Linked DNA regions of Sus scrofa: regions 1 and 3 are each linked to region 2. Evidence: chromatin contacts called from public HiChIP or PLAC-seq and promoter capture Hi-C data. All regions are on one chromosome and are shown on one strand. Each heading gives the region's core, a stretch centred on a gene start, on an enhancer-like site or on the middle of the called end of the contact. The rest is flanking DNA. Distances are from core to core; before and after follow the strand shown.

The links. Promoter capture Hi-C pulls out the DNA fragments that hold promoters and counts their contacts. HiChIP or PLAC-seq counts read pairs in DNA pulled down with a chosen protein or histone mark.
Region 1: an H3K27ac HiChIP or PLAC-seq map of alveolar macrophages shows a contact between it and region 2. The contact joins the promoter of CAPN2 here to the promoter of FBXO28 in region 2. A contact is called at or near these places in 1 of 47 Hi-C or Micro-C datasets (skeletal muscle) and 2 of 2 datasets of contacts at active chromatin or transcription factors (alveolar macrophages and skeletal muscle).
Region 3: a contact with region 2 is called in a promoter capture Hi-C map of liver, with 2.5 times the contacts expected there. The contact joins the promoter of ZBTB41 here to the promoter of FBXO28 in region 2. A contact is called at or near these places in 1 of 5 promoter capture datasets (liver), 1 of 47 Hi-C or Micro-C datasets (heart right ventricle) and 1 of 2 datasets of contacts at active chromatin or transcription factors (alveolar macrophages).

What each region holds. Positions count from the first base shown.
Region 1 is chr10:19,757,321-19,761,383 of Sscrofa11.1, reverse strand. It overlaps CAPN2 (calpain 2), which reads right to left and starts at 2,560. Exons shown (of 21, transcript NM_001100188.1): 1 at 2,213-2,560. The coding sequence starts at 2,449.
Region 2 is chr10:19,934,015-19,937,998 of Sscrofa11.1, reverse strand. FBXO28 (F-box only protein 28) reads right to left here and starts at 1,782. Exons shown (of 6, transcript XM_003130584.6): 1 at 1,590-1,782; 2 at 1,463-1,587. The coding sequence starts at 1,728.
Region 3 is chr10:20,087,884-20,092,050 of Sscrofa11.1, reverse strand. ZBTB41 (zinc finger and BTB domain-containing protein 41) reads left to right here and starts at 2,106. Exons shown (of 11, transcript XM_021064480.1): 1 at 2,106-2,272; 2 at 2,885-4,121. The coding sequence starts at 3,002.

The DNA.
Region 1 (4,063 bases), core at 1,311-3,810, 180 kb after region 2:
ATCTGGCATTGCTGTGGCTCTGGCGTAGGCCGTCAGCAACAGCTCTGATTCAACCCCTACCCTGGGAATCTACATATGCCACGGGTGTGGCCCTAAAAAGACAAAAAGACAAAAAAAAAAAAAAAAAAAAAAAAAGGTAAATCCAGTGGACAATGTTTGTTTGCCTTGCCTGACCTGAACCCTAGCAGTGTTTGAGAAGGTAGAGGGGGCAGCTGTGAGCTGTTAGCACTAAACACCCATGGGCTGGTCACAGTCCTGGCTCCACCCCAGACACCTGTATGAGCCAAGAGTTAACCTTCCCAAGCCTCAATTTCTTCAGGTGCTAAGTGGCTGTATAACAGCCATCCTCCCTCTCGGCTGTGCAGGGCACAGCCTGACCCACCCTAAGGCGGGGCCCTAAAATGGCCTCAGACCACTATTTCCCCAACTGGAAGTCCTGCAGGTATTTCCAACCGCTGAGTGACCTGTCTGTATCCCCTCACCAGCCCCTAAAGCCTTCAGAGTCAGAGACCACATGCCCTGGTGCTGGGCATACAGTAGGTGTTCAATATATGCTTAGTGACTGCATGAAAAAATAGGCAAAGAAGTATGTAAATTCACTTCGTAAACAGTAAAGTGCTATGCAAATGTAAGGTGAATACATTCTCTCTCGTGTACCACTTTCGCAGCCATCATTTTGTTCGAGGTTCATTACAATCTTGCATTCATTCATTCCACAAATACTCAGTCTCTTTGGTCACAGATCTATCCCCGGCATTTCAGACAGTACCTGACATATAACAGGCACTCAATAAATACTGTTAAGTGAAGGAATGAATGGTGGATGGATGCCTACTGTGAACGCACTGGGGATATATTGGTGAATAATACATGGTCCCTGACGTTCAGCAGGAAAGACAAGCAAATATATATGTAACTATATTTGCAAATTGTGAACATGCTCTGAATTAGCGGGGCTGAGTGATAAGGAATAACTAGATGGTAAGGAGACTGCTAAGAATGGTCAGGAGATATCTCTTTGGGGAGGGAACATCTGACTCAATCCCCAAAAAATGAGTGAGCCAGCCTCCAGAAAGTGGGAAAAGAACATCCCTGACAGGTGAGGCAGGAGAGAGCTGGTGCCCTTGAGAAATAAAAAGGTGCTGAGCCTGGTGAACGAGTGACGAGAGGAAACCTCAGGCATCACTTCTCTTTTTAGATGAAGAAAGGAGCTAGAGGGGTTAAATGGCTCACACCCATTAGCAAGAAATAAAGTCAGCTGCCCCCCCCCCCCTCCGGCCATGAACACTTCCTACTGCACTTGCTGCCTAGGCAGTGGGTTTAGGGTTACAGCGGGTGACTGGGGGCTCAGAGCCTAAGCAGGACAGGGATGCTTCTTTTCATCACACGAGTCTTGATCTCTCAGGAGGCCTCTTAGAGGTTGGGAAGGGGAAGCCTGGCCAGGTGCCCATAGTTGGTGGGACCAGCAGGGGTTCCACTGGAAACGGGATGGATAAATTGATCCTGCCAGGGCAAGGGGGGACAGAGGCCGGATGGGGGTGGGAGGGATAACGGAGCTCGGAGGGGCCCCTGAGATTCCGGGGGCGGGGGGGGGGGGGTTCTGGGACAGAACTGGCTCCAGGCTGCAGTGTTTTCCCCGTCCTTTGCTCATCACCGCGGTAAAAGTTAAGGGGAGGTCCCGCGGGCTCCCATTTGGAAAACAGGAAATTCTGACTGGAGAAATCTACCCATCGCGACAAGAGACAGTCCTCAGTCACAAAGGCCCAGGCCGTGCGTGGCTTCGCCCCCTCCCTGAAGTAGACTTGAACCGAGTTAGTAACCGACTTTCCCGGGTTAGGTCTTGCACAGCCGCCCCCCACCCCCCGCGCTTTCTCTGCAGACTCTCCTCCCCACCTCCCACCACCTCCCCACTGGAGTCTGAGAAGTTTCCTGCGGGACCCCCTAGGTCAGCCGAGTTTTTGTGAGTTTTTGCTGGCGGGCCTGCTAGTGGGATCTGAGGGCAGCGTGCGCCTCGGCCTGTCCTGCAGGCGCCTGGGTGGCCGAGGGGACGCGGGCGACAGCGCGCCTGCAGAGTCCCGGGCTGGGCTCCGGGCCGCGGGGGCCGGCTCCCCGCGCCCCGGGCCCTGGGTTTGGCCAGCCAAGAGGCCTAGGCGCCGCGCCTCTGGGCCCCGCGCCCCGTCCGCCCGCATCCCGCCGCGGGCGCAATCCCTACCGTGGGCCGCTTCCACTCGATGCCCCGGGTCTTGCCGGAGTACGGACCCAACTCCTTGAAGCCCAGGGAAGACGGGAGGGCCGGGAAGGAGGGGTCCTGGAAGAGCGCCCCGGCCTCCAGGCACTGGTCCCGCAGCTCCGCATAGTCCTGGTTGAGGTACTTGACCGCCCTCTCGTGCGAGCCCAGTCCCTCGGCCGCCTCCCGGTCTTTAGCCAACTTGGCCGCGATGCCCGCCATGGTCGGTGCGGCGCCCGCGCTGCCGCCCAGGGAACGAGCGAGGGTCTCGGCTGCTGTGCTGTGCGGCGCTCGGCAGGGGCGCGGCCAGGACCCGGCGCGCTGCAGCGGGAGTGCCGGCGGCCGCCGCGGGCGGTGATTCACCCGGGCGGGAAGCGCCCTCCGCCCGGCGGGGCGTGGCCTGGCCGCTCCCGGCCTGCGCTGCTCCGCGCCCGGGCCCTCGTCGGCCCGCGGCCTGCAAGGCGCCGGCCGGCCGGCCGACCCACGGGGCCGGTGCCGCCATCTGCGGACGGCGCCCGGAATGGCCCAGCCGGCCTGCGCTGCGCGCTCGGGCCGCCGGTGGAAGAGTCGGGCCTCGAACCCAACCCGAGCTGACTTCCCGCTTGCTGGGGTGGAAGGCTGGGCGAAACCCCAGCCCTAGGCCGTCGTGACTTTCCAGGAAACACCCTGTGAGTCAGAAGATCGGGGACAGAGCTCCAGGAGACAAAATTAGCTCTGTAAGAAGCTAATGAAGAAGGAAGAAGTCCCTCCGCTATAGTCCCCATTTTACGGATTTGAAAACTGAGCATCAGAGGGGTTAAGTGACATCTCCAGTGTCGCACAACTAATCAGAGGCAGAACAGGGATTCTAAGTCACCAGCCGTGTGTTATAATCACGCTGCTGCACACTGTTTTTGGTGAACCCCATGATCGCTGGTAGGCTTGCCAATTTGGCAAATAAAAACACACCCTCCCAGTTAAATTTGAATTTCAGTGACCACCAATGATCTTCTGGTATAAGTATGTCCCAGCTATATCATGGGGGTATATTTAAATTAAAAAATTATTCCTTATGTGGGGGAGCAAACTTTCCCACCCCAAATTTCACTTTGCCATGAGTTGGAAACCATCAAGGCCCAGAAGACTCAGGAAGAGGCTTGTACATTCCAGGTAAGAGCCTCAAGAATTTAGATAAAAGGGGCTGTTCCCAGAACAGAGCCATCACCAGAGAGCTCTGCAAATAATCAGGGCTCCATGTGGTGGTGGTGGAGGGAGTGAGGTGGGGGAAACTCAGCAAGGCCTAGAGATCAGATTTCTCCTTGTGTCCCATTGTCTCTACCAGGCCAGCTGACATTTGTTACCAAACATTTGCTTTTCCATCCTCAAGTCAATTGCCCTCCTCCCCTTTGAAGTCCCAACCCTCTATGACCAACTTCTTTTGTCTTTAGCTGAAGACGGTATTTAAAGAGAGGGCTTTAACCATTTTGGAGAATTCCTCAGTTTTATTGGGTCTCCCCAGGTGTACGTGTTATTAAACTTTCATTTGATTCCCCCCCCTTTCTTTTTTGGCTGCCCAGCAGCATGTGGCATTCCCAGGCCAGGGATCACATCCAAGCCACAGTTGCAACCCACATCACAGCTGCAGCAAGTTGGGATCTTTAACCCACTGTGCAGGATTGGGGAGCGAACCTGCAACCAAGGACTCCAGAGACTTTGCCAATCCTCTTGCACCACACCGGGAATTCCTGATTTTCTTCCGTTAAAGTGTCTCATGTCAACTTAATTTGTTTTTTTTTTTCAGGGCTGCACCGGGGCATATGGAAGTTCCCAGGCTAGGGGTCGAATCAGAGCTGCAGC
Region 2 (3,984 bases), core at 533-3,032:
GTATTTACTTTTTAAAAAAGTAAAATGACTAACATATGAACGAAAACCCCACAGTTTTCAACACTGTGAACATTCCAAGCTTTACAAAGCCATTGTTTGGCTGAAAGCCTCGATTCAATCAAATTATGCCCAATTTCCAGACACCATGAATATACACCACAAATTTTGATCAAACCTATCATCCTTTACATGAATTTGAAGGAATATTAAGATTCTACAAGAAATCCTAGGATGACATGGTTTGGAAATTACAATCATTTTTCCATCCTGCAAACTGGCTGTGTTGACAAGAAAAAAAAATTGCCCGCCGGCTTGAATCAATATGTCTAAGCTTTCTTTAAAAAATAAGTACACTTTTATCTCAAAAATACAATTATAATCAATTTTAAACTGAAGGAGTAATCCTAAAATATGGCATATTGATTATTAAGAAAATGCTATACACAGCACATTCAGAAATATGTCTTTGTCCTCCTAAAAACAACCTCAACCACAGATTTAGCTTCCACACGGCATCGGTTTGCAAATCATTTCAAAATGTCCACCTCCTTCAATTTCCTTATCACTTAAAGATAAATTCACTGAAAGGAAGCAAAACATCTGACTGAACTGAGATATTCATCAAACCTTCAGTCAAACCTCTGGAGTGAAGCAAAATCCCAAAGGCAAATTCATTATTTTCATAAATCATAGACCGAACTCTGTGATTTTAAGGTCTAAAACCTCTCCTAAAGCTGGCGAGTGGGAGTGAAGCACTCGTTAGAAAAAGAACTGCAAGAAAAAAAGACAGCCGTCTCAGGGAGCAAGTTGCTTCACCCTGGCTGCGAAGTGTCAGGGGCGAGGCAAAGCCGGAATAGTAACTGCTCAAGGCTCTACTTTATTGGTCAACTAGGGCGCTGGGTCTGAGGCTGCGGAGACGCGTTCTAATTCCTCCAAACCGCTCCCGGCTTTTGGGAGGACTGACCGACTTTATTTTCTGCAACAAGGCAACTTGGGTGGTTGGGGAACAATGCGTTATTCTCGCAGACAAGCCAAACCTGGCTGGGATAACCTGGCCTACTTCGGAGTTCTGGCTCCCAGCGCCTGCCCGAGGCTGGAAGGTGACACACAAAAGGCAGGTGGCGAGACCCCCTCCGGTGTCCCCGCTCAGGCCTGGCGGAGGTGGGAAGCCCAGCTCTCGCTACCTCCCCGCCCGCGGCCCCGCTTCCGGGTGGGGGGCACCGAGCCCTCCACGGCCAAGATCACGCCGGCAGTCGCCCCCGGCCCGAAGCCAGGGCGCAATCCGGGCGGGCCTCGCGAACTGGCCCGAGAGACTGGGGGGCAGGCAGGAGGGGCACGCTCGGGACCCTGGCGCCCGCCGCAGCTCGCTGGGGGCTCCCTCCCCGGGAACGCTCTTTCCTCTGGAGCCCTCCCAGACCTCGGCCCGGCGGAGAGGGCGGCTGGGGTCCCGCGGGGGCCTCACCAGGCGGAGCTGGCTAATTTCGTCGTAGGACATGAAGCTGAGGATGTTCTCGATGGCTACGATGGGCAGCGCCACCAGCGTGTTGTTTTGAGGCAGCTGGTCCGGAGCCAGCGCCGGGGCTGGGGCACCTGGGATCCCGGTTGCGGGAGCTGGGGCGGGGGCGGTGGGGGCAGTCGCTGGGTGCAGCCGATAGCCGAAGAGGAGCCGCCGTCGCCGTGGCCGCCGCCTCCTTCCTCAGCCATCCGCTCCTCCGACGCCGCCGCCATCTTTGGGGTTTGAGTCCTTCCCCCACTGCAAGGGGGAACAGGGACACTTCCGGTGCGTCACTTCCTCCTCTGGAGCGGCAGGGGCGGGGCACCTGGAGGAGGGGGCGGAGCCTACGGGTGACAGGCGGAGACGGAAGGTGCTGCTTGTTCAAGTGGAAAGGAGAGATCTAAGATTGGGAACGGCTTGAGGGCTAGGGAACCGTGCAATTTTCTTAAAGTGCTTTTCTGACAAAGGAGAGACAAATGTTAACTAGTAAGTGTAGACTGGACAAGGTAGAGAGTCATCATTTCTCAAGAAGCATAATAGTAATTGATTTAGGCAAAAGAGAATGAGGGATTGATTAAAACTACCGCATGAATGAAACTTGAAAACATGTTAAAGAAGCCAGACGCAGGAGTGCCTGGTGTCTCAGCAGTAATGAACCCAACTAGCATTCGTGAGGATGCAGCGCCGATCCCTGGCCTCGCTCAGTGGGTTAAGGATGCAGCATCGTTGTGAGCTGTGGTGTAGGTTGCAGAGAAGGCTGGGATCCCACGTTGTTGTAGCTGTCGTGTAGACTGGCAGCTACAACTCCAATTTGACCCCTAGCCTGGGAACTTCATGTGCGGCCATTTAAAAAAAAGAGAGAACAAGCCAGACACGAAGAACCACATATTGTAGGAATCTATTGATATGAAATGTTTCTGTAGTCCAGTCAATAAAGACAGAAAGTGGATTAGTGTTTTCCAGCGGCTGGAAAGAGCAGAGGAAAGGGTCCAGGGTTTTGTGCTGGGGTGATGAAAATGTTCTGGAATTAGATCCTAGTGATGGGTGTACAACGCTGTGGATACTAAAAACCACTGAATTATACACTTTAAAATAGTGAATTTTAGAAGTTTCCATCATGCTCAGTGGAGACGACTAGTATCCATGAGGACACAGGTTTGATCCCTGGCCTCGCTTAGTGGGTTAAGGATCCAGTGTTGCCATGAGCTGTGGTGTAGGTCGCAGCCAAGGCTCAGATCTGGCATTGCTGTGATCTAGGCTGGCAGTAACAGCTCCAGTTCGACCCCTAGCCTGGGGACCTACATATGCCACAGGTGCGGCCCTAAAAAGACAAAATTTTTTTTAAAAAGTGAATTTTATAATATGTGAATTATATCTCATTTTAGAAATTGATTTAGGCAAGAATCATCAAAAGACGCTAACAATGGAAAGTAATGGTGTGGTGTGGAATATAATATTTACATAGTCTCAGAATAATCCCCATGAATTTCCTATCAATTACAAAATAAAAAAAGGTGTTTACAATAGAGAAATTTGGTAGACACCACCATGATCAAATGATCAAAATTAACATCACAGATTATGGGAGAAAAGGACATAATATACCTACTGACATGGTATCTTGAAAAGGACGTAACATAATGTGGTTTTCCTACCAAACAATGCATAACCTGGAGTTGCCTCTGGCTCAGCAGATTAAGAATCCGGCAGAGTCACTGCTGTGGCTCTAATTACAGCTGTGACTTGGGTTTGATCCCTGACCGGGGAGCTTGCACGTGATGCGAGTGTGGGAGTAGGGGGAGGGGATTAGAAAAAAGGAAAAAAAAAAAAGCGTTCACTTGTATTCAAGGTGGACAAATCTAAATATCTACCCTAGAATCTTAAAAAGTATTAACGTCATGAAAGACAAAGACTCAGGATTTGTGCTGCATTAAAAGAGACTAAAGTGACAAGACAACTAAACCCTTGGGAGATCCTGGATTGGATTATGGATTAAGAACATTACTGTGACAATTGGCATAATCTGAATATGGACTGTATGTTAAACAATATTATAATCATATCATTTCCTGATTTGGATAATTTTGTTGATTGATGGATGGATTGCTTTTTTAAGGGCGCACCGGAAGCATATGGATGTTCCCAGGCCAGGGGCTGAATCAGAGCTGTAGCTGCTGCCCTATACCACAGCCACTGCATCGCCAGATCTGAGCTGCATCTGCAACCCATACTGCAGCCCACGGCAACGCCCGATCCCTAACCCACTGAGCGAGACCAGGGATCGAACCCGAATCCTCATGGATACTAGCTGGATTCGTTACCACTGAGCCACAATGGGAACTCCCCCTGATTTGGATAATTTTAGCGAATGTCCTTCTTAGAAAATACACATTGAGGTATTTAGGGGTAAGGGGGCATTATGTCTCAATTTGCTCTTAAATGGTTCAACATGTATGAAGATAGAGAATGAGATTAATAAAACAAATGCG
Region 3 (4,167 bases), core at 857-3,356, 150 kb before region 2:
CAAATGAAGAAAAACATTTTCATTTTCAGAAATCAACTTGTGAAAGAGCCTCTTAAAGAATGCTGAATTAAGACCATGACAGATAGGCAAAAGGAAGACACAGGAAAGAGATTTCGAAGCATGCAGATTTCCTTTCTGCCCTGGCTTTCAGCCTCTCCTCTTTCCTCGTGGGCCTCCACCCCACTGCTGCTTCCTCTGACAAAAACTTTTGATATCTTAGGGACATGGATATTGTTGCCACATGATTTGAGGAAAACATAAAGGCATTACTTTTTGAATTTTATTTTCCTTTTGTTCATTGCTGATGCATCACTCTGGGTTCCCCAGAGAGACAGAACCAGTAAGACAGACAGAGGATAGATATTTTAAGGTACGGGCTCACATGATTGATTCTGGGGTTTGCTAAGTCTGAAATCCATAGAGTAGGCCAGCAGGCTGGAAACTCTGATAAGAGTTATGTCCCAATCCTGAGTCCAAATACTGCAGGGCAGCAGGCTGGAATCTCAGGCAGAGTTTTCATGCTGAATTCTTGGGGAGAATTGCTTCCTTGGGAAAGCTCCGTCTTTGCTCTTAAGATGTTCAACGGATTGGATGAAGTCTAAAGGATTCTTTGCTCCACCAAACTTATTTATTTATTTACTTACTTATTTATTGCCATCCATGGAATATGGAAGTTCCAGGACCAGGGACTGAATAAGCACCACAGCAGCGACCCAAGCCACTTCCCTGACAACACAGGATCCTTAACCCCAGTTGACCACAGGGGAACTCCTCCTCGACCAAACTTGAATCAGATGCCTCCAAATTTCCTTCTCAATTAGGCTCTGACTTTTGCGCTTCTGTGTTTGTCTCTGCATTCCTCAACTTTAGCAAGAATCCTGATAAGTCAGTTTAGCCAGACTTCCCCTCCACCATAGCTGACATCTGGCTCCTCATCCCCTCCCACCTGCCTTCAGCAGGAACCCTGTTAGGTAAATTTAGCCAGAATCCCCCTCTTACAACTCTTTGTTTTCTGTTAGCCATTTTCCATCCACCGAACATCACCAGCCACCCCCTGAGTCCCTGCCCCTGGGTGATAAATCCCCACTTTCCTTTGTCTGGAATTAAACCCAATCTCTCTCCCCTAATACAAAACCCCACTGTAGGAGAAACCCCTGAATAAAGCTTGTCTTACCTTCTTCAACAAGTGTCAGTTTTGTCTTTTTAGGGCCACACCTGCTGCACATAGAGGTTCCCAGGCGAGCTGCAGCTGCGACCTACACCACAGCCCACAGCAACGTCAGATCCTGAACCCACTGAGCAAGGCCACGAGGATGGAACCCGCGTTCTCATGGATGCTAGTCAGATTCCTTTCCGCTGAGCCATGTAGGGAACTCCAGAAACACTTTTTTCTAACAGGTCTATCCACAGGGGAACCGGGAATGGGTCCACCAGTCTGGTCACCCACCCTATTAGGTTTCAGCCTCTGTCTTATTTTCCTCGTGTCTGTAAAACCACACGACTGGCACCTCGCTGCTGAATATGTAGTGCGCAGAAAAGCAAGATCACCATCACCTGGGGCTGTGTCAGAAACGCACAATCTTGGGAACTGGCTCCAAAACTTATCCGGGTGGGGTTTTTTGTTTGTTTTGACTTTCTCTCCTGACACCTTCATACTTATGTGTACATTTTTCAATGTTTTCTGTGGACAGTAAGACGTTAAATCATTTCTGGAGCAATTGCGTTGGCTGTTTAAAGCGGAAAAGGGAGGTCGAGCTGGGTTCTTCGGACGCCAAGCAGAGTCTGCGGGGCCGGGCTCCATCTGCTGCGGAGGGCTGCCCGCTCGCCAAAGGCCAACGCGGTGAGGACGCGCTCCGCTAAGGGTTGGGGGTGCTTCTGCCGCTTCTTACCAAACCCCGCCCCAGTCCCCCGACCCCAGCCCCCACACCACTTCCCGCACCACCCCGACCACCGCGAAAACCCGGACTAATAGCCTCCCAGCGCTGCCGGGGTCGCCCCGGGGCACGGGGGGGCCGGGGACCCACAGAGCATGCGCGAGGAGGGGCGCGCGCACATGCGCATTGGCCGGCGCAGGGCCGTTCGGTGTTGTCCTGGCGGCCGCGAGGCTGCGCGCGCGGTTGACGTGTTCGGTGGCTGCTGCGGCGGCGGCGGGGCTGGGAGGGGAAGGGCGGGCGGGGCGGGGGGCTGAACCCGGAAGTGGGTCGGCGCCGGGGCGAGCGCGCCCGGAGTGGAGCTCGGCGGCCGGGATCCAGCGGGGAGCCCTCGGTTCCCGGTAATGGATGAGCGGCGTGTCCGCTCGGGGAGCGGGTGGGCAGGGCGGCAGGTCACCCGCGGCCGGCGCGGTCTCCGCCCAGAGGGGCCTGCGGAGGCTCTGCTCCGGCGGCCGTCCCCCTGGGTGACCCGGCTCTCTCCGCGTCCCTCCCGGGGCCGTCCCACCAGGCGCCTCCGGCCTTTGGACGCACGCCGTCCGGGAGGAGGTACGCCTTGCTGCCCGGGGGAAGCGTGTTTCTGGGGGATGTGGATTCCGCCGCCGCGACGGCCTTATTGTCACCGTCCCGGCGCCTCTGCATCGCGAAGGTTGCCCGCTCCACCTGCGCCCTCGGCGGTCTCGGGGAGCCTCCCCCTTTGCTCTCTTTCCCCCTAGCCGTGTTCGCGAATCGGGCCTTCAAGGTGTGTTCTGCTGCCTTTAAAATTATTCTTTTGTTGGCTGTCTTTTCTATTCGGCCCTCCTTGTTCTCCGCCCTAAAATCTTAGCCACGAATGAAGTGGCAACGGTGACTTTATCATCGTCGAGTTATCAGGACGGATTTGTTGACAGTGCCGCAAATGATGTAGGATCGCTTGGCCATGGAGTTATTTTACGTGGTTCTTACTCTTTTCGCAGACCATGCACCCCTCGGGCACGCCCCTCCAGAAGCCGTTATCTAAGACAATCTAGTTTTCCTTTGTAAATCCCTCAAGACACTTATGAAGTTTCTTGTTCTGAAATTGCTGTACTGCAATGAAGAAAAGGAGAAAGGTTACTTCACATCTTGAGAAGATCCATCTAGGCTATCATAAAGATTCTTCAGATGGAAATGTGGCAGCGGAGTGTGAGCAAATAACCTGTACTCATTCCACAGAAAGACCAGCTCCTGACACTCTTCGCTGTTATCAGGAACTTCCTCCCTCTCCGGATCAGAGAACACTTTTGAGTTCTTTGCAGTACAATAAGAATTTGCTGAAGTATTTAAATGACGATAGGCAGAAGCAGCCGTCTTTCTGCGACTTGCTTATCATAGTAGAAGGAAAAGAATTTAGTGCCCATAAAGTTGTTGTTGCTGTTGGCAGTAGTTATTTTCATGCGTGTTTGAGCAAAAATCCAAGCGCTGATGTTGTCACCCTGGATCATGTAACACACTCAGTTTTTCAGCATTTGCTTGAATTTCTTTACACATCAGAATTTTTTGTGTACAAATATGAAATCCCTCTTGTTTTAGAGGCTGCAAAATTTCTGGATATTATAGATGCAGTTAAGCTGCTGAATAATGAAAATGTTGCCACTTTTCAGTCTGAGCTAACTGAAAAGTCATCACCGGAAGAAACACTCAGTGAATTAACTGGAAGACTATCAAATAATCATCAGTGTAAATTCTGTAGTAGACATTTTTGTTACAAGAAGTCTTTAGAGAATCATTTGGCGAAAACCCATAGGTCCCTTTTATTAGGGAAAAAACATGGGTTAAAAATGCTGGAAAGAGGTTTTTCTGCAAGAAGACCAAAACGGAATCGGAAGTGCCCTGTTAAGTTTGACGACACCAGTGATGATGAACAGGAAAGTGGTGATGGGTCCGACAATTTGAATCAAGACCATTTTGATAAGGAAAAGTCAGATAGAAATGATTCTGAGGATCCTGGAAGTGAATATAATGCTGAAGAAGATGAGCTAGAAGAGGAGATGTCAGATGAATACTCTGACATTGAAGAACAGAGTGAAAAAGATCAGAATGATGCCGAAGAGGAGCCTGAAGCTGGTGATTCTGTAGGGAGCATTCATGAGGGGTTAACCCCTGTAGTCATTCAGAACAGTAACAAAAAAATTTTGCAGTGCCCCAAATGTGATAAGACATTTGACCGCATAGGTAAGAAAAAGCTTGTTTCCTCTCTCTAATAACTGACTTTTCGTGG